2 separate regions of the Sus scrofa genome follow, and region 2 is linked to region 1. The links are chromatin contacts, called in public Hi-C maps. All regions are on one chromosome and are shown on one strand. Each heading gives the region's core, a stretch centred on a gene start, on an enhancer-like site or on the middle of the called end of the contact. The rest is flanking DNA. Distances are from core to core; before and after follow the strand shown.

Evidence for each region. A called contact is a pair of places that touch in the nucleus more often than the background predicts.
Region 2: a contact with region 1 is called in a Hi-C map of brain, with 10 times the contacts expected there. The contact joins two enhancer-like sites. A contact is called at or near these places in 1 of 5 promoter capture datasets (fetal liver) and 1 of 47 Hi-C or Micro-C datasets (brain).

The regions. Positions count from the first base shown.
Region 1 is chr6:29,588,266-29,591,188 of Sscrofa11.1, forward strand. The region is part of intron 2 of GNAO1 (guanine nucleotide-binding protein G(o) subunit alpha); the gene reads right to left. Among named protein-coding and RNA genes, the nearest start is that of GNAO1, 3.1 kb to the right of the region's middle. Within about 2 kb of position 1,291, at least 25 of the 83 cell types and tissues checked have an H3K27ac peak or open chromatin away from gene starts, as enhancers often do. A contact at or near this core is called in brain, where this site is marked.
Region 2 is chr6:29,794,848-29,797,721 of Sscrofa11.1, forward strand. No RefSeq gene overlaps it. Among named protein-coding and RNA genes, the nearest start is that of CES5A, 46 kb to the right of the region's middle. Within about 2 kb of position 1,609, at least 8 of the 83 cell types and tissues checked have an H3K27ac peak or open chromatin away from gene starts, as enhancers often do. A contact at or near this core is called in brain, where this site is marked.

The sequences.
Region 1 (2,923 bases), core at 41-2,540:
AATGTTAAAACAAATTAATTACTAAGTATTATAGCTCCTTGCTTTTCTGGAAATGCTGATTTAAAAGGGACTGGAGATGTCTCAGTATCAATATTCTTCCTCCCAAGGCAACAGGCTGAGCTATTAAACCCCAGTTCTCATTAGGAAATTCCAGTCCTCACAGGGCATCACACACAGAGAACACCCTAATTTCATCTGCCCAGGTGATATAAAACAACATCCTGTTAAATCAACAGTATGGTCTGATAGGTTGGTCACCAATTATATGGCCCCAGCAAGTGCAAAACTACATTCTGTAAATGCCACCTAGATTTTCAGGGCCAGCCCCACCCACAGTACACTTTTCCTGACTCAAGTGACTCTCAGCCAAATGGCGATCTGGAAAATCACCTCTGCAAGGGAGAACTCAAAAGAATTTGTCACTAGGATACAATGATACCAATCCCACATTTTGTGGTTAATATAAGAAGTCTTGCATCCAACTTGGCACAAGGCCCTGATCTGATTTATTTCATGCCAAACTGGAGGGCTCACACAAAAAGCTGCCACTCATGAATGCTTCAGGAGGACAGGGTGGCAGGGTCCCTTGTGGCAAAATTTACATGGGCCAGAAATCTTCTGACTGACCTTTTCACAAACTTAGCCATTTCCTAAAGAGAATTGGTGTATCTTTAAAAACATAATAACAGTTTTACCTACAAAATCTCAATTTTGCCTGATATTTTTCTCCAAATAAGGCATCCTGTGGGGTCAGTAGAGGGGGAAGTTCAGGGCAAAGAGAAAAGTCTGAAACATCTAATGCTTGCGTTTTTTCCCTCCCTCCTCAGTGTAACCAAATGAGACGCATAAGACTTTTCCGGGGAAGTCTAAATACAGCCTTCTTTTAAGATTTCCTGCCCCAGTACATAATTAGGAATTTTCATTCTAAAATGGCACACCTACCTAACTCCTTGGAGAGCTTAGCTCTCCTTTGAATAAAATAGCCAAGGTACCCTTTGGGGGATTCAGTATATATTTTTAAACTTCTTATTAAATCAACCTAATTTATGAGGCTTGTTCAGGAAAAGCAGGTAAGGAGTTGCTTCGGCAGATGCAAAGTTAATTTCCAGACTTTAGCACACCCCCTCTTTCCCTCCCCGCCTCCGTCACCCGAGCACTTCCGAATGCCTCCGGCACCCTTCGAAAAGGTTCGGCTCTCTCCGCCAGGGCCGCGGCTCGGCTCCGAACAGTGCCGAGTCCCTCCGAGTCCCGCGCCCGGCCTGCGCCGAGCCGAGCCGAGCGTCAGCGAGCTGAGCCCCAACGACTTTTTCAACCTCGGCTGGGCGCTGTCCACCACTCGCAACGCCTGAAACCTCACCCAGCGCCGGTGGCTTGGGCTTCCACCAGGCTCCAAGCCGGCCACTGTAGATTACAGAGTTCTGAAGTTTTGAAACGACCCCCTTTGGGGGAGAAGGGGTGGCGCTGCTTGCATTTACAGGGCTTCAGGCAGATACAACATGCACCTTGTGGCAAAGAGCAATTCCCCAGGCCCCACCTCCCCATCCATTTAGGATGCACAAGCTCCAGAGAAGCCCCAGGCCAAATTACCGTTGGCTCAGAGGGGTGCGGCAAGCCGAGGGGCCTATGCAAAGAAAGCCCCAGGGAGCTCTCGAACAAAAATAAGAACATGTCAAGCAGACGGGAGAAATTGTCTCCGAGTCTCTACTCCCTACCATCATGGCGCCGCCTAGAACCCGCTTGTCATGCCTGTTACACATGCAAGATTTTTTTGCATCTTGGTTTTGAAACCGCAACATGCTCCGTTCCCACCCACCTTTCCTTGAAAGGGTTTTTATTTTCCATTGTTTTCCTACGGGTTGCAATTACTTCGGCTATTCTGTCAAATTGAAAAAATAATCATTTTTGTTTACTGCACAGCAACCCCTAATTAGGGGCCGTGTGTGCACGAAGGTGTCACAGCAAAGCGACATGGAATCCTCGCTAAACGGTCCTAACGAACTCCTCCGTGACAAGCCAACGGAAGCAGCAGAGCTAGAAGGCCCAAGGGCACGCACCTTTTTCCTAAGGCCTCCCCCTCCCCAAGCAAAGCTGCCTGTGGGCTCACCAGCAACTGCTAATCAGGAGTGGATGGGGCAAGAAGCTTGAGAGTAGGAAGGAGGGGCGAGGCTCCTTATTGAGAAAGTGTGGCAGAGAAGGAATATCCCATTTTGTTAATTTTCAACCATCACTCAAATCCACCCCCACCTAATTAGGAGGGGAAACTGATATCTAAGGCAGAGGGGGTGGCAGGCAAGTGGGGCAAGTGGGGCCTGAAATCCGCATTGTGGGTAGATTATATGGAACATAGCCTATGCAGAGTGTAAATAAATACACTGATAAAGGCCACAGAATGAACAAAAACTGCCAGTGTCAGGAGAGCAAACGCTGGGAGGGTGGGGGGGGGGAAGTGGCGAAGCAGCAAGCGACAGGCATTCAACCTCACAACCAGAGTCCTCCTTCCAATTCTACCTTGGATACAGCTGTGCCAGTTACAACCATTTGGAAACCCACCCCCTCCCCTACCAAAAGCCCCTTCCCCTAACCTTCCTCCTATTTGGGAGGCAGGGGGTTTCCCAGAAACCACAGCCTCTAATTCAGCACCAGATCATTGAACAGCAGACACCTGATCCTCCACCCCAGCCTAGGGCTGGGTCCCCTCCATGTTTTAGCCAAGTTCAAAAAATCACTGCCCAGGAGAAGGGCAGGGGGGTAGGATTATGAATGTGAAATGGGGAGTGGAGGAAGGAGAAGAGAGAAATAGAGACAGAATGAAACAGAGACAGAAATGGAAGCAGGAATACACAAGAAACATCCCACAATCAACAGTAATGATCATAATCAAGCCAATAGTGTGATGTTCTGATCAATATGGCGGACACTGTCA
Region 2 (2,874 bases), core at 359-2,858, 210 kb after region 1:
CGTGGCCATAGCTGACTGATACACCAGTCTTCTAAAACCAAGCCTGGGGTACTCATTCTTCCAGAGAACATTTCCTTAACCCAAAGATTTGGCCTAACAGTAAGAATTTCTCTATGTTTTATGTCAGTGGGTCAGTGGTTTGTGCGGACTGACATAGGGACTGTAGCAGAAAAGAGGAAAAACAAGAAGCCAATAATGCTTAACTATACCATTTGAGGACTGCAAACAGGAGAGCAATGATTGAAGGAATTTATCGGAGAAGCCAGTTTTATGAGGCTGGGGTTGGCTTGATGCCTTGGAGCTTCTATCTCAGTCTTTCCACGAGGCCTTCTACCAGACACAGGGCCAGTAACCCTGCCCTTGGCCTAAAATGTGGTCTGGCATAGGACTCCTGGGTATATCAGACTAGGGCACTGCTATTCTGGCAGTGGAAACAATACTTTCCAAAGGACATTGTGGCATTTAGAATCAAGTGTTGTCAAGATATCCTGATTTGCATGTCAGGAAAGTCAAGAGAGAAGCTATCTTTGTTCTTTCTTACCCAAGGAATAGATGATTTTTAAGGAGACTTTACTGCAACTGTGTTTCTAGTGCTTAAGTGAATTCAAAATGCTACTGTAAATTCCATTTATTATTTATACAGCTTCAGCTCCCTTGAGAAGGCCTTACAGGAAGGAAGGAGTGATCAGATCTATGCAGGGTGGGATGCTTAGGGGGGTGGATGATAGGGGAACAGGAGAGGGTCTGCTGTGTTCATGGTGGCAGATCAGGGGTCCAGATGAGTAATAGTGAATCCATATGGACAAATCTGGGAGAACTCCTAAGATCATCTGGACCTAGGATTTTTTTTTTTTTCTCTAACTTTCCTTGTCCTGTGAATCATGAGTCACTTGTTAAAAACATGGACGTTCAGATTCCCTCCCCTGGAGATTCTGTTTTAGTATCTCTGAAGTGGGATCCAAACCCCATGCCCTTAAGAAGGACCCCAGGTAATTCTGACAACTAGGCACAAGCAGAAAAGTGTTCTGTCAAGCTGCCTTGCTATATAGATGAAAAAATTTCAGCCCAAGGAGGGGTCTTGCCCCAGTTCTCAAAGCTGCAGTGAGTGCCAGAGTTAATCCAGACAAGATCTCTGAGACCTGAATAGCCCCATTCAGGATTGGTGATTTGTAGGCAGCCTGGGACTGACAGTGTAGTCTGTTGTTTCACCCATCTCTCCTTTTCCTATATTTGGCTGCTTGTTTTCTCTTTTTAAGAGCAGCAGAAGGCAGAGCTGGAGTCAGACAAAATCTGGTTTGAATCCTGCCTTTACTTCTGAGTTGCTGTGCACCCTTGGGCAAATTGTTTAACTTCTCTGAGCTAATGATATGGGCATTAAATCAGATAATGTACTCAATACTTCATTATTATTATCTAAAATGTGCCAGGCCCTATTCCAAGAACCAGAATAACCAGGATTAATGATTTTAAAAAAGACTATTATTAACCTGATTTTAAAATAAGAAAAGTGAAGAACAGAATTTAAATGACTTTGTTCAAAATCATGCATTTAACAAGTGAGGGGCAAAGGGAGACTTGAACTCAAGCAGTCTGTAGCTCTCCTTTTTTCCTTTGGAACAGGGCCTAGGTTGCCCTTATTCAGTGTGGCTTCAGCTACAAGTAAACATGAGTGCTTGAGTGCTTGACGAACTAAATTGAGATTTAAAGGCAGAATAAGAAATGCAGTTCAAGTATGGGCTGAGAGTGGGGCATGGGGCAGATAGAGAAGGGGACAAGAGGCCTTGGAGGAAAAAGGCCAGCACCCAGGGGAGGGGGAGCAGAGACTCTAGGACCTTTCCTTAGGAGATAAAGACTGATTTCAGCCCAAATAATTAGCATTGAAATGCACAGGAACCAGGAAGTTTCCCTGCATTGTTGCCTGCAATAAAGAAAAATCCAGACTGAACTGGCTGCTTCCATTAGAAGTGATGTAACAAGCCTGCTTTGGCCTAGTTTTCTTAAAGCTGGCAGCCCCCTGGCTCTCCCACACCCTTCTTTCTGAATCTGCAAGTGATGGCTACTGCCATCTAGTGGTCTGAATGGCACTGCACAGGCACAGGGAAAAAAAGGCTGCTTCTAGACCACATGGGTTTAGAAGGTGAGATGGCTCTGGCTTCCCTCCCCCAAATATAAGATCCTCTTATCTTGATAGGAAGTTTTATTCTGCTCAAAGTATGTCCTTTCATTTTACTTCCTTAGATCTTTCTTCTCAATTATCCAGGGAGGTAGGCAGGGGCCATTTTATGGGTGAAGCAACAAGTCCATACAGCAGAGAGGCCTTGCTTTGTCAGCTATTAATAGACCTAGGACTTCAACTCAAAGGTTCACAATACCAGTTTCTTGGGCCGGAAGTGACATATAGAAGCTCTCAGGCCCTTTGAAATCTTCTTGTACAAAGTAATGGGAATTGATTTATCCTGGAGGTCTCAGATACAGGGGTGGAGGGTGGGGGTCCCTTTGAGCTTAATGACTTATGATATTTTTCTCTGGAATCAGAGTCCTCAGGTGGGCTATCTGGACCTATACTGCTCATATGGGAAGGTTTAGGATAAAATAAATACTACCTCTCCAGCTCTGGATCCTAGTATAGTATCTTAGAATTTATCTAGTCCAGCTATCTTATATTAAACATGGGGAAACCAAGACTCAGGGGAGAGGGTGACTGGGCTGACATCAGAACCATGGTTAAAGACTTTTCCTCTCCAGCTGGTCTTTCTGTTTCACACACTTTGATGTAATAGCTGGTGCCTGGAGGCTGCACTGTTTTAGCCCAGAGTGAAAAAGCAGATGTTAGTGTCTTGCAAGTCATACTACAAAGACTACCAAGGAAGAGGG